3 separate regions of the Sus scrofa genome follow, and all the other regions are linked to region 1. Evidence: chromatin contacts called from public HiChIP or PLAC-seq and promoter capture Hi-C data. All regions are on one chromosome and are shown on one strand. The core of a region is the stretch at or near the end of the contact, and the rest is flanking DNA. Distances in the headings are between cores, read along the strand shown. Region 1 holds the start of ASTE1 (protein asteroid homolog 1). Region 2 holds the start of PIK3R4 (phosphoinositide 3-kinase regulatory subunit 4). Region 3 holds the start of MRPL3 (39S ribosomal protein L3, mitochondrial).

Region 1 (4,826 bases), core at 1,390-3,889:
ATGTCTCCTGAAGGTGGAGAAACATTGGCAAGGAGCCCATAGATGACTTGCCGGATGGGCAGAGAGACTCTGTGGGCATTTATTCGTTGCATGTTTTCCACCTGTGTGTGCAGAATAGTCCGTCTCAGCACCAGAGCATCACTGACGAAAGGGGACAGTTGGCCTCTGGCCAAGGCCACAAGGACCCACGGCGGAAAACCCCGATTCAGGGTGTCTGGGCAGGAGTAAGTCCCCTGTTGGAAGAAGTCCTGCAGCCTCACCTGGGACTGCAGGTACTCCTCCATGGAGCAGCAGAGAAGCTCCTCCACACTTGCTCGGCTCTTTTTGGGGAGATGTTTTAGAACATTATCGAGTGCTTCCGTTGGGTCAGCAAAGCAAGACAACCAATTGAGAAGTCCCAGCACCCTGTGGTGTCTCCTCCCCTTGGAACTGGGAGCCCCAAGAGGAGGACGGACTTGACTTAAGAATGTCTCCACGATGGGCAGATTAATGTGGTCATTTCCACACAGCACTGCAAAAAGAGGCAAGAGAGCTTTGTTCATGTGGCCAAAGTGACGGCAGAGCGCGTCAAGGGAGAAGCACTTGGCAGGGATGTAGTGGTCTCGTGTACCCTTGACAGTGTTTACGTTTCTCCACTGAAAGCTGTTCAATGGGCAAAACCCGCTTTTCAGGTCAAAAATGCAAAAGTCACTATCGGAAGATAGCACTGGGCAATTCCAATGATTGGCAAGTGTCATAATGTCTCGATCTGCTTCTGAAAAGCACTGGACAAAACATACCTGTAACTTGATCAGAACCTGTATGAAGACTTCTCGGATGAGCAAAGGACACACACACCCACCCCCACCAACAGAAAGGGAATGGGCCATCTGGATCTTCTCCCTGGCTCGGTCCTTTAAAGTTTTAAGCTTTTTATCGGAGATGTCACATCCTCCATCTAATACAACATATGGGCAGATTTTACAAACAAAGAGTGCTTCAAAAAATTTTTGTACAACATCTGCAAAGGAATCATAGTCCCCTCCATACCGGAGCTCCAAGTTAGAATTGAAGCAAAGCCGGTGGAAGAGAGCATAGCCGTCAATGATTATTTTTGTGTCTCGTAACTTCAAGTCAGTGAAGAATTCATTGCTATGATCTTCCACAAAACTCATTAGTCCTCGGATACCCATGGCGATTGTCTGAAGAACTGCCTGTTTAAAAGGAGAGAACACACTCTGAATCCATATTGGTTATGGGAGACCAAGTCACTGTTTCCAGCACCATCAAATCAACAGCAAATGTTAGGAAGAGTTTTTTTTTTGTTTGTTTTGTTTTGTTTTTAGGGCCACACCCGTGGCATATGGAGGTTCCCAGCCTAGGGGTCCATTTGGAGCTGTAGCTGCTGGCCTACACCACAGCTCACAGCAACACTGGATCCTTAACCCACTGAGCAAGGCCAGGGATTGAACCTGTAACCTCATGGTTCCTAGTCAGGCTCATTTCTGCTGCGCCATGACAGGAACTCCAGGAAGAGCTTTTTAAGTAGAACACATTAGTTGTCACTATCTTAGTTCTTACCTAGATTCTCAGACAATACTAGCTAGCTGAGTGCTTTTTCGTTCCCACTTTCCCTGTATGTTGCTACGAGGCACAAACTCAGTGGGTTCATGGAGTCTGATCTTTGGACAGGGATGGATGTATACAACCTCTGCAGACCGCGATATTGAGACAATCACCATCCAACAACACAGGGGTCAAGTTCTGTAGGGTCAAAGTAAAAAGTCCCAAGTTATAAAAATGACATCCTCAATATCATAATTTAACCAGAAAGCACTGGGCTTCAGTTAACTAAAGTGTATAGGGACAATGATATGAATCCGGTTTTTCTATTTTGATAATCAGAGTCTGGGAATTGCTTTCAAGCCTTGGCTTGCGGGCCTGTCCTAATTAGCCCAGTTCTGAGTAAGGAAAACTACTGCTTCAAGCCTCCAGGAACTTAACCACGGGCGCTTCTCATCTGTGTTTGCATATGAGGCCAGTTACTGACACTATCCTTCCCCACTAGGCTAACTTAAGTCATAGGATCAGTATGACTAGTTTCTCCTTTGGTCTCAGGCGCCAGTATGGCTCAGCAGGGCATTGTTACCGATCCTATCTTTACTTAAAATCGTAAGATTTTGTCAAACATGTAATTTTTTTTGCATTAGTTTTGATTTTTAAAGATACTGAATTAGAATTTATTTATCTTGATTGCAGAGTTTTGGGGCTTCCCCTCACATTTAGTGCCCGACTCACTTCACCCCAGTCTCGGCCCTCTCTCTGTATAGTACCTATCTCTCTGCAAATCTGTTTTCTAAAGCAAACGGGGGCAGAGACCGGCGACGCACAAGTGGACCCAGCACAGGAGCCCAACCCCAAGAGCGGAACCGGAAGTCTTCGCGCATGATGTCAAGGGGGAGCTCCCGAGAACCCGGTTCCCAGAAGCCAGAGGCGCCTACCGCGCGGTGGGCTGAGGAGCTTCTAGGCCTGGCGCAAGACCGCTCGAGAAGGCTGGGAAGCACGGAGGCCGTCAGGTTAGGGAAGTGGGACCTGCTCCGCCGGCCCCCTTTTCCCCGCCCACCCGTGTCGGCGCCCACTTCCGCCTCGGTGACTCACTCAGGGCCGCCTCCCCGACTTCCCGGCACGCCCTGCGCCGTCTCCCTGGCAACAGCCCCCGACGCACTTGTCTGGGGCTCCGTAGCCCGGATGTGAGGCACCCCTCCGGCGTCCAGTTTCTAGCGGGACCTTGAGTGCCCTCCGCGCCGCCACCCTTCGCCCTCCTCCTGGAAAGGTACGCGAAGGCTCCTCGCGACACGCGAGCTCCAGTCCCCGGGAAGATGCCAGTTTCGGGGCCGCCTCTCCGCGCCTCCTCACTTCCCTCAGTTCTCATCTCCCGGGCCGGCTCCAGTCACAGGAGGATGTGTGGCTGGTGCCTTCTCTCTGTGTTATCCAGCTTGGCGATAATGTAAATTTAAAAAAGCAAAAAACAAAAAAACTCAAGGCAGAAAATTACTCGTTTAACCTCAGGTTAAGATTTACCTTTAAGGTTAGATTCCTGCTTTAACAAAATCTGGTGTCAGATCTGCTTTGTCTTGTCTGTCATTACCGAGGAAGAGACTCTGATAAACACTCCCCTCTCCTGTCTCTGCCCCCAGGTATGAAGTTCCACCCCAAGGGACAGTGTACAACTTTTTCCTGCTTCTCATTAAGTTTTCTTAGTCTTTCCCTCCCCTCACCACATAAACTTTCTCCCCCTTGAGCAGCAGCTGGTCTGCTGGACATTTATGCGCCCCAACAGAGTTTGCTGAACACGTGTCCTACTATGTGCGGGTCACGGCGGGTACAGGGGTAAAGGTGTGATTCCTTCACTACTTCTGTGAGGTGGGGTCGAGGGAACGCTGGCCAGTGACCAAGTGGTTCGTTCTCGGGTGGCTCTGTGATTGCACAGAAGAGACTGATGGAGTGAGTGGCCCAAAAGAGGGCTGAGGAGGGGTCAGCCCGGCTGCCACTGTGAAGAGGGAGCCTAGTTCTGAAGTGCTCTGTGGCCCTGGCCACACTGCGTAGACACTGCTGGGCTTACAGGCTCATTTGCAAAGGAGAGCCTTCACAGAGCTATTCTCACCTTTCATAGGCAGGGACCTTGATCTCATCTCTGCAATTAGGGGGATTGCTGAAACGGTCCTGTTGGTTGAAAAGGCTTTGAGTCTGTACATTTTTCTTAACAGCTTACTTTGGCCAGAAAGTATCACTTTTATGCTAGCAGAGGACGCTAACAAAAGATATCCTGGGAGCCCAGCTCTCCAGTTGTTTTTTCCAGCAGTAGATTTCACTAATTTTCTGTGATCTTGATAATACCACATAATTCAGGGATTTTGAGATACGGGTCCCAGGTCTGAAGTTCCAACCTAGGTCTAATGTTTTAGTATTGTGATGATCACATAGCCACTCAGGTAGCTCGGTTCCTTCCTTCCTCCCTTTCTCCCTTCGTTGGTTACTAGTTTCTGTCTCACTGGCTTCAGGTGAAACTTAACTGATGAATACCCTACTTCAAGAAGAGAAATGCTGTAAATGAACATTTCCTTGTTTATTTTCTGTTCTGAGAATGAAATTGCCACCACCATGATGAAGCCTGTTGGCCATGTACCTCAAACTATGCAGATAACATCTTGTTTTGTCATTATACACAGTATAATGTATACTGATGAAAGGCCAGTCGAGTGAAAATCCCCCTCGTCCGGACTCGGGAGAGGCGACACCCCAAATCACTCACGAGAAGCGGTCTTGATGCAAACAGCAAGAGGATTTTTATTCCAAGCGCGCTGGGGCCCACAGTCGTACGCCACGCAGGGGTAGAGGACTGCGGCGGCGAGTGTGGAGTCGGGACAGCTTTTATGGGGTTCACAACAAAGCCCGCGCTTTTACAAACTAATCATTTTAAAATATCACAAACCAGTCAATTCAAAACTTCGAGAGCCCGCGCTTTGTGGCCCAATTAATTTTAAGTTGTTCTGGAGTTACGTGTTTGTGCCTGTCCCTGGGCGGGGGAGACATATTGTCGCCAAGATATATTTATCAGGATTTTCAACATTTTGTGGCGCAACCGATCTTACTGGGGTCGGTTAGGCGATTAATTTCTCCTCTTTTTGTCTTATGCAAGCAGCTTTACAGAAGCCAAACAAGCAGTTAGGAACCCTTTTCCCTGTTATCTCAAGCAGTTTCAAGAAGTTTCATGCATAGAGGCACATACTCAGGGGCCTGTTTTTCCCCTTCCACATAGTTTTGTACAGAACAGAAAGCAAGCCCTA
Region 2 (4,675 bases), core at 1,595-4,094, 300 kb before region 1:
AAATAAAATTTAAAATTTTTTTAAAAATTACTTAATGCACCCTAATAAATCAGTGCATCATGTTGAGGCCTTCAAGTCTTCATATAAGCAACACCCTTTACCTGAAACAAACCACCCTTATAATCCATAGCTCCCAATCGCCTTTCAGGTCTTGGTTTAAATATCATCCTTCCAATAAAGACGCCTTTCCCAAACCTGCCTCTCAACCCATCACCACCAGAGACTAAATTAAGTATTCATACGGTGCTATAACGGCACCCAAAGCTTATCTCTATCATAGCAAAGCACACTGCACTAAAATGTCTTTTTACAATATCTCATCTAGCTCCCCATTAAAGTGTAAGTACTTTAAAAAGAGAAACACAATCACCCATCTATGTCTCCATTGCTTAAGATAGTGCCTGACACGTACATAAGTAAAAACTCAAATATTTCTTAAATGTTTCAATGAGTGGATCACTCTGCATTTTCTAGGTAATTAAACACGTCCAAAGAAATACTGCCATCTATCTCAACAGTGTAAGAATGTCTACCAAAAAATTAACTTTCTGGAGTTCCCGTCGTGGCTGAGTAGTAAGGAATCTGACTGGTATCCGTAAGGGCAGTCAGATCCTTGGCCTCACTCAATGGGTTAAGGATCCCGCATTGCCTTCAGCTGTGGTGTAAGTCAAAGACGCTGCTCAGACCCCAGGTGGCTGTGGCTGTGGCGTAGGCCAGTAGCTGCAGCTCTGATCTGACCCCTAGCCTGGGAACTTCCATATGCTGAGGGTGCTGCCCTAAAAAGACCAAAAATAAATACATTAATTAACTTTCTATGTTCAAGAAGTAACCTCCCCCCCCACAGCAAATTTGACCAACTCAAATACCTGCTGAAAAGATATCCATTGCCCGCTTCAACTCTCCTCTCGTTCTCTGATTGCTATTTAAGTCTACAAGCGGAGTGGAAGGATCTCTCATGTATTCTAACTCAGTGGCAAACAATCCACCATCCACAAAACGTTCAGGAGCAATATAACAAGTCCTCCTCCGTGAAGTGTCAAAAAAATAGTTGAAATCTGCTGGGTTGTCCTCTGGAAGATAAGTGGGTTTAAAACTGGCAAAATCAGTTAGAAGGACCCAATTCCAACTGGTGACCATTACATTCTCAGTCTTGATGTCCCCATGACGCACTCCAGATTTGTGTGCTTGCTCCACAGCAGTTAGGATCTGGAAAGCGATCCAGCGCTTCTCGATGTTATTTAAGAAGGGACGGGTGCTGATTCGATCATAGAGGTTGTCTCGCACATACTGCCTAAAGAGCATGGCTGCTTTCTCAGATGCTTTTTCCACTGCTTTCTGGAAAGGCAGACAGTTCTGTGCAGAATGAAGCCTGATTTTCAGTTCCTCCAGCTCTTGTTTATAGCTGGTTAGAGGCAATGTGGGATCTTGAATTGCAAAGACCTTCACAACCACCAGGCCCTCTCGGTGTTTTGCTCGAGCAACTTTAAAGAAACGAGTACTCCCCAGACTCTTATCATATTCGAAGTCATGGATGTCTGAGAAATAACTCTCCACAGAAAGAATCTGGGAAGGAGCAATGCCAGCGAGCTGGTTTCCCATAATGGCAGCAGGCACCTCTGCGTCAGTAAGTTAGGATACAACACCTACTGAAAAAAAAAGGAAAGAGAAAAAGGGAAAAAAAAAAAAGCAATGAAACACCACTATTCATGCGGCCTCTTTCTAAATGATAGATGAACACCATTTCTCCTCCACCGAGAGCACTGTACTTAGCCTTCTAGGCAGCATCTAGCATTTCAAACATATTTATCTAAAAAGATCGTGATATTTTATGTTGTCCTTTCCAAGAGTTGACCTATATGGAAATAGGCCCCTTCAATATTACGTTGAAAACGGTAGAATGTGTGTTTTCTAATATTTGAAAATTTAATGAGCCTTTACTTCAGTATTGTTTGAGGCTGTAAGAGTCACAAAAGTACTATATGACAGTCTTTGTCCAAAAACCTGCAGTCTTGAATATAAAACCCAAATACCTTAAAAACTTAAATCTGAATAAGAATCGCCTATTACAAAAAGGTCGGGCTAAAAAAAAAAAAAATCCAAACACTCAGCATCTCCTGGGCCCTGCCGGCCTAATTCCATTGCCCCTTCCCACTCAGCTAACAGAAGGCAGAGTTGTTTGGTTTGTAACAGGGAAGAAACCCCAGCAGAAATGTTAAAGAAAAGTAAACCAAAATACCCATTTGCCAAACACAGCTCAGGGTTATCCTATCTCAGATTTTGCAGGGAATGAAAACACACATGCATACACGGCGGGGCACACACGCAAATATTTACCCTGGGGTTCTAGAAGGGTCACAAGCCAATCGCTCGCTCACGGTGAGGTCATGGCGAGTCACTCTGGGGTCTGGGCGGGGAAAGAAGTCAGCAGCTGCCGGGCGAGTCTTCTCTAAGAGGGGTCTTCCTTCAAAGGGGAGCAGGGGAGCCCCAGTCTCCACGACCCCTGCAGCCCACCGGGGAGAGGTGAGAAGTTCTCGGGGCCTCAGGAGATACAGGGCCAAGCTGAGAAGACCCCACCGACTCCAGCGACTCGCCCCGCCAGTCCCCTCCTCCGCCCCGGCAGCCACGCGCTGCCGCGCCTCGCCTTCCTCTGGAGCGGACCTGCACCCTTGCAGCCCTCTGACTCCTCGAGGGCTTCTCCACCCGCGGGAGGTGAAACCCGGGAGAGAGGAAGGTGGCCACGTCCTGGGAAACTCGGCTTCTCCAGCTGCAGACGCCGCAAAGCCGAACTCCCGGGAAAGCTGCCGGCTCTGACCTCACTTCCTGTCGCGGAGCGGAAGTGACCGCAGAGTGAGACTGGAGGAGGGCGAGTTGGGAGCTAGTTGCTAGGAAACGAGAGAGAGGCGTGGCCTCGCGCTGGGAACTTGGAGGAAGAAAACAGGATGCTAACACATCGGTCTACTCCCCATCCTGTTCTTCTACCGAATCCCTGAACTCTGAGGATTTCTGACATCCCTCAGAACTTATTCAGACGCCATTCAGCCAAGAACACCAGAACGGAGTCCTTTTGGAGAATTCACAGGCTTAAGAAAGTCAAGATATCCCAAGTCGAATTTTTTAAGAGCTTTATAGAGATAATTTACCTTCTATATAAAATTCATCTGTTTAAAATACACAAATCAATGTGTATTTATATATTTACATGGTTGTTCAATCATCCTTATAATCTAACTTCAGAACATTTTCCTGACCTCCAAAATGAAACCCTGTAGCTATTAGCTGTCACTGCTCATTCTACCAATTGCTCATCCCGCTCTGGGCCCTAGGCAACTACTAATCAATTTCTCTTTCTCGCCTATTCTGGACATTTTATATATATGGTATACAACATGTGGTCCTTGTGACTGACTTCTTTCACTTTCCTTTTTTTTTTTTCCTCTTTTTCTTGCGGGGGGAGGCACACCCTCTGCATATGGAGGTTCCCAGGCTAGGGGTCCAATCTGATCTGTAGCCACTGGCCCATGCCACAGCAACAGCCAGATCTGAGCCCTCTGCAACCTACACCACAGCTCACCCCAAGGCCAGACCTTAACCCACTGAGGAAGACCAGGGATCAAACCATCTTCATGGTTACTAGTCAGATTCATTTCCACTTCACCACAAGGGGAACTCCCTCACTTCACATTTTGAGGATTATCCCTTTTGTAGCTTCTATCAGAATTTCATTTCCTTTCATTGCCAAATATTCTATTGTATGAATATAAATTTTCTTTGTTCATTAGTTGATAGACATATTTTGTGTCCACTTTTTGGTATTAACAAATAATGCTGCTGTTCATTCATGTATAAGGCTTTGGGTGGTCATGTTTTCACTTCTCTTGAGTAAACACCTAGGAGTGCAATTGTAGACTCACATTGTAATTCTATGTTTAATATACTAAAAAACTGCCAAACTGTTTTCCAAAGTTGCTGTACCATTTCACATTCCTACTAACAATACATAAGGGTTCCAACTTCTCTATATGCTCATTGACACATGTTGTTATCTTTTTTATTATGGCAATCCTACTTGGTATGATGTAATATCTCATCGTAGGCTTTATTTGCAATTTCATAATAACTAATGTTGAGTGTATTTTCACATGCTTGGTGGTCATCTTTATATCTTCTTTGGATATATAAAATCCTTTATATATATTCAAAGCCTCTGCCCACTTTTAATCAGATAGTCTTTTGAATGTTGATTTTTTAAGAGTTTTTTACATATTATGGATGTAAGTCCCATATCAAATTTGCAAATAGTTTTTCTCTATGTTGTCTTTTTTTCTTTCTATTGGTGTCCTTTGAAGCACAAAATGTTTTAATCTGGAGCTGAATTTTTTTATTATCCCTGCAACATCCTCTCTACCATCTTCCCCATCTCAGTAGACAGTACTACTACCCACTAGATTCCTCAAACTACAAACTTGGAAGTCTTCTTCATCTTTGACATTTTTCTATTCATTCCCTCTTTCACCCACCCTATTCAATAATCACCTATGCCTGCTGATTCCACCTCCAAAATATGCTTGAAGCCAACCACTGCCATCTCTCCAGGGCATAGGCCAGGCCACCATCGTTGTTATGACGTCTGGACTCTGAAACCTACTCAGAAAAGGTATTCCAAACCCACCATATT
Region 3 (4,551 bases), core at 1,169-3,668, 450 kb after region 1:
GTTCACATAGTTTTTTCATCACCTGTCAATACAACAGTATTTCCTAAATTCTGGTTTCAATAACAAGAAGCAGGCAGATAAGAAACATGCTGATATATTCACAAAGTAAAATACAACTGTCCTTTACAGATATAAGTGCCTGCAACTACTCCTGACATAACATGTTGGTACTCAACAAATCTCTATTAAATGAAAACATATAAGAGGACTGTACAAAATAAAGGAAACAGTTAAACTGGTATATTCTGGTATTTAAAATAATTATATTAAAGGAGGATATGATAAATCTATCATGATACTTTGCTTTCCTGGTATCAATTCATATCCACAGAATACACCTGCTACTCAAATTCCAAGAAGTCAGCTGGAGTTATACGAATGACACAGGTGCTTATGTTGCTAAAGTATGTCAGCATCCATCATGAAACCTGATTTATTGCATACATTGATACGCTGCTCCACTAACAACTTCAGTCATTGTATAATTCAACAGCCACAATAAACCCCAACCAAAGACAACACCTTCAACAGGAAAAGCTTTAGGTTTCTTGGTCTGGCCACATGTGGATTTAGTAGTCTACCAGAAATAAAAACTGCTGATTCTGGGGGTATGCTTGGCAGGCCTGGAGTGCTAGAATACCCCAACTGCAAATGTCAGTGTAATACACTACAGTTTAGATCACACTCTTCCAGCTTTCCTTCCCTGATTTAATATTACTTTTTATCTGAAAAAAACAAGAAAACATTTGCAGAATGACTCTCTTTTCACCTACAAAGCAACTTCTTTATATCCTGATGATTATCAGACATTCACTAACAGTAGACTAGGATGCCAGAAATATACTTGCAAACCAAACCACAATGAAACAGACACACTTAAGACACAAAAACTAAATTCAAGAGATGACAAATTTATCTAGAAACTATATAGTAATTAGGTGATGAAAACACAACATATACAAAATAACCACCTGGTTCCCAAGGGTGTATAGGCCATGGCTCATCTTTCAGAGGACAGAGTTTACTTGCTAATTGGGCTTTATTTTCATCAGAGACCAACTGCTTAACAAAGGGAACGTTTTCTTCAGAAAGATGCTCATCCCACCAAGTAACACTCTTGCCATGGAGACTTCTAACCAAAAGACAGATGTCTGTTCTGTAAAAATAAAAATTAGAAAACAAAGCACAATTCACGTTTCCCCACTTAATGTTACGGAATGAAGGTTACATAAGCTGAAAAGTGTAGCCAGGGCCTTAGGAAAGGGTTGGGTTCCGGTTCTAGTTTTTCCCTTGACATTCCTCATGATAATGGGGTTCACATTTTAACTGCCAATGGCTACTGTGGAGGAAAAGTTCTTCCTCTTCTCCGGGATCAACAGATTTCCAACAGAAATCTTTATGTAGATTTCTAACAGTAGTCTTTATGTAGGCAAGAGAAGCCACAGGTCTATTTAAACATGTACCTTAACAGTTTACATCCAGTAGAGGTGACAGAATGTGGGATACACATCTTTCTCTGATAAATTCACCTCTTCCCTGAAAGAACATGCCCTAGGCTGAGTGATAAGGAAACTGGGTGTACAAATTTTAAAAATCCCTAAAAGACATAACCTCAAACTAGCTGAACAAATCAAAACAGACCTTACAGAGAAGGTCAAGAAAGAGGTGTGTGTAATTCTTGCAAGGAGGGTCAGAAAAGCCTTCTGTGCTCTACCTCTCCTTTGCTGACAGGTACATAGATCAGCTAGAGTCTCGATTTTGCACTTACTAGCTAAGCGACCTTGGGCAAACTACTTCTCCAGTCTCCCTTTTATATGCAACGGAATAAAGATAAGACGGAGTAATATCTTTAAAACGGATGACAGCAGCTCTCACGTGAGGCTACATCAGCTAAGGCGCCTAAAGTACCTGAGCATTTAGGACGGAGTAAATTCTCCCTAACTGGCAGATAATATTATTGCTGTTGGTAATGCTCGCTGCAGCACGGGGGGTAAAAAATCGCCCCTTCAATCCTTCAAAGGGCACGTCCTCTCTCTTAAGGCAGAGCTGGAACTTTCCTCCCCAACCCAGGGCGCACCTTTCAGCGCGGGGCCAGTCTATGGCCCAGGGCCGCTGATGCAGGGACCACCATCCGCCCCCGCCTCTCCTCCGCACCCACCTGTTTCCCAAGCCCCGGGAGGCACCCAGGCCATCCGCGCCGCAGCCCAGTACCCGGGCGCCGGCCCTACCCAGCAGCCCCCAGCCGGGCATAGTGAGGCCGAGGAGGGCGCGACCGCTACACCTCTGGGCGCCCCGCCACTCCGCTTTCAGGGCGTTCCGCCGCCGACCCTCCCAAGCCTTTCCGCCGCCGCCAGCCGCTGCTCCCCGCTGCCCCCACGACGGAAGAAGAGCTGCCGGAGCCATTTCCGGTCCAGCAGCAATGCGCGCCGGCGCCGGGGTCAGCCCCGGAAACTAGAGTTCCGTCTCTGGAACAGTCCTACTACGGAGCCGAGGCCGAGCTGTAGGGTGGGGTCTGAGTGACTAGGTTTCCAGGGGTGGGAAAAACGAAAGGTCGGAGTTTAAACTTTAGGAGAATGAGGCGAACTAGGGATAGGCTTCCTAAGGAAGCGAAATCACTTCTAAATAATGCCCGTTATGGGGCAGTTCATTGTACTAACAGTGCTTGATATTCTTATATTGGTTTACGTTGAAACAGCCCTGAAAAAAAGACTTATTTTTTATATTATCAATGAGGGTACACAGAATTTTGGTGCTGGTCCAAAAGAGCACATTTGGCAGATGGGCAGAGTTGGCATTGAAACACGGTTGGCGTGTGCTGGTAGAATATGACCAAGTTAATGATGTGTGACTTCCAGGACTGGATCGTAGAAGGTATTGCTACTGTCTTGGGCTCCTGGACGGCTGGCTCCCTATGGGGAAACCTAGCGGTCATGTCCTACAGACACTCTGTAAAGAGGCCCATGTGTAGAGGAACCAACTTTTCCGCTAGGAGTGAGCCACGTAGGAAGGGGAAGGAAGGTTGCCAGTCCCAGGAACCTTTCAGATGACTGCAACTCCTGACGGACTTTGAGCCTGAACCATCCAACCAGGGAACTCATGGGTTCTTCACCAGAAGAAATTGCCAGAGAGAATAAATGATTACTCTTATCTTGAGTCACTAAATAGATACCTAATACACCTTCTGCCCAAAGAAATCCTTATCCTGGGTCCCAGAGTCACCTAACCACCATGTGTATATCTTGGGCATTCATTCTATTACTTCAGAAATGTTTTTCTTTCTTTGTCAAATGGGTGTCTATAGAAATTGGGAAATAAGAACTTAAAATTTTAGTTATTTCAAGAGCCTCTTCTTATTTGAGATCTGGCTAGCTTGGCTTAAAAAGTCCAGGCAATGCTCAGTTCCTGCTGATTACTTGGGCTGTTCTATAAAAACATCGCCTACTACTGTCAATGGCTAGTGTGTCTTGTGTGTATACTGTGCTATAATATGCATTTAGTATTGTGGAAGCCTATCAGTCAGAGACCACCTGAACTCAAACAAGGTTAAATTTTATTAGCTTGCTGCAGCACAAGAAAATATACACCTCAGGAGTTGTCTATGTAAAGGAATTATAAGATTTGGACTTATGATGGGTGATTTTAAGGTGGCATCAGGGAAACAGGGACTTGTTTTGGAATGGATGCTATCAAGAAGCAAGGACAATTCAGCATTTGGACAACTCAATCATTTTGTTCTGGCGGAAAGAAGGACAAAGTGAGATTAGGGATGATGCCAGTGAGGGAGCAGAAATCACTCAGAAGGAACTGTTAGTCATTTTGTAGCTGGGATAAGACGGCAGTCTCTTAGAAAGATTTTATTGATATTCCTCTATAAACACAGCAGTCTGATTCCTAACAGGATTCATTTTAACTCTTTCAGTGTATTTCCTCACTTAATCTTTATAATGACCTCACATGATAATATGTATAATTATCTCCATTTTACAATTGGGAAAATAAACACAGAGAGATGATACAATTTAACTCAGCTAGTAAGGGTGGACTTAAATCTCAGTGGTGTGACCACAGAGCCTATGCTCTCAACTATTTTGTTTCTTTGATTCTCTAAGACAAATATGTTGTTACCCTTGCATTGTAATTCCTCTATAGCATAGAGGAAAACTGGTAAGTGAACATATCATACACAGCGGTCTGTGAGGAATGAGGAGGCAGCCATTCAGTCTAACCTTTGCCCCTGGCGCCAAATCTCTCTCGGTCCATAATGGCAACCGTGAGTAAAAGACATCCTTAGCAGGCACTACTGCTGAACTAAATCAAAGGAAATCATGTTTTGTCTGCTGTCACAGAGCACACATCTCCTGATTGCTAGCCATGTCTGGTAGGTATCATTTTACTTGATTTAGTCACTATAGTATGCTGCTAATCAAAGAGGATCAGCCTGATTTTTAAGGGATCCACCCAGGGCCTCCTTTAGGGCACTCAGGCACCAAGTTCCCATCACTCTGACTTCAGAGATCACCCTGGACCTTGGGACTCTGATCCCAATTTGCC

The links. Promoter capture Hi-C pulls out the DNA fragments that hold promoters and counts their contacts. HiChIP or PLAC-seq counts read pairs in DNA pulled down with a chosen protein or histone mark.
Region 2: an H3K27ac HiChIP or PLAC-seq map of alveolar macrophages shows a contact between it and region 1. The contact joins the promoter of PIK3R4 here to the promoter of ASTE1 in region 1. A contact is called at or near these places in 1 of 47 Hi-C or Micro-C datasets (heart right ventricle) and 1 of 2 datasets of contacts at active chromatin or transcription factors (alveolar macrophages).
Region 3: a contact with region 1 is called in a promoter capture Hi-C map of liver, with 6 times the contacts expected there. The contact joins the promoter of MRPL3 here to the promoter of ASTE1 in region 1. A contact is called at or near these places in 1 of 5 promoter capture datasets (liver), 4 of 47 Hi-C or Micro-C datasets (alveolar macrophages, differentiating spermatogonia, liver and 1 more) and 2 of 2 datasets of contacts at active chromatin or transcription factors (alveolar macrophages and skeletal muscle).

What each region holds. Positions count from the first base shown.
Region 1 is chr13:1,433,527-1,438,352 of Sscrofa11.1, reverse strand. It overlaps ASTE1 (protein asteroid homolog 1), which reads right to left and starts at 2,639. Exons shown (of 5, transcript XM_021071325.1): 1 at 2,481-2,639; 2 at 1-1,193. The coding sequence starts at 1,172. NEK11 (serine/threonine-protein kinase Nek11) reads left to right here and starts at 2,663. Exons shown (of 15, transcript XM_021071328.1): 1 at 2,663-2,812.
Region 2 is chr13:1,729,157-1,733,831 of Sscrofa11.1, reverse strand. It overlaps PIK3R4 (phosphoinositide 3-kinase regulatory subunit 4), which reads right to left and starts at 2,844. Exons shown (of 20, transcript XM_021071332.1): 1 at 2,335-2,844; 2 at 867-1,643. The coding sequence starts at 1,599.
Region 3 is chr13:982,852-987,402 of Sscrofa11.1, reverse strand. It overlaps MRPL3 (39S ribosomal protein L3, mitochondrial), which reads right to left and starts at 2,418. Exons shown (of 10, transcript XM_001925038.5): 1 at 2,159-2,418; 2 at 972-1,156. The coding sequence starts at 2,403.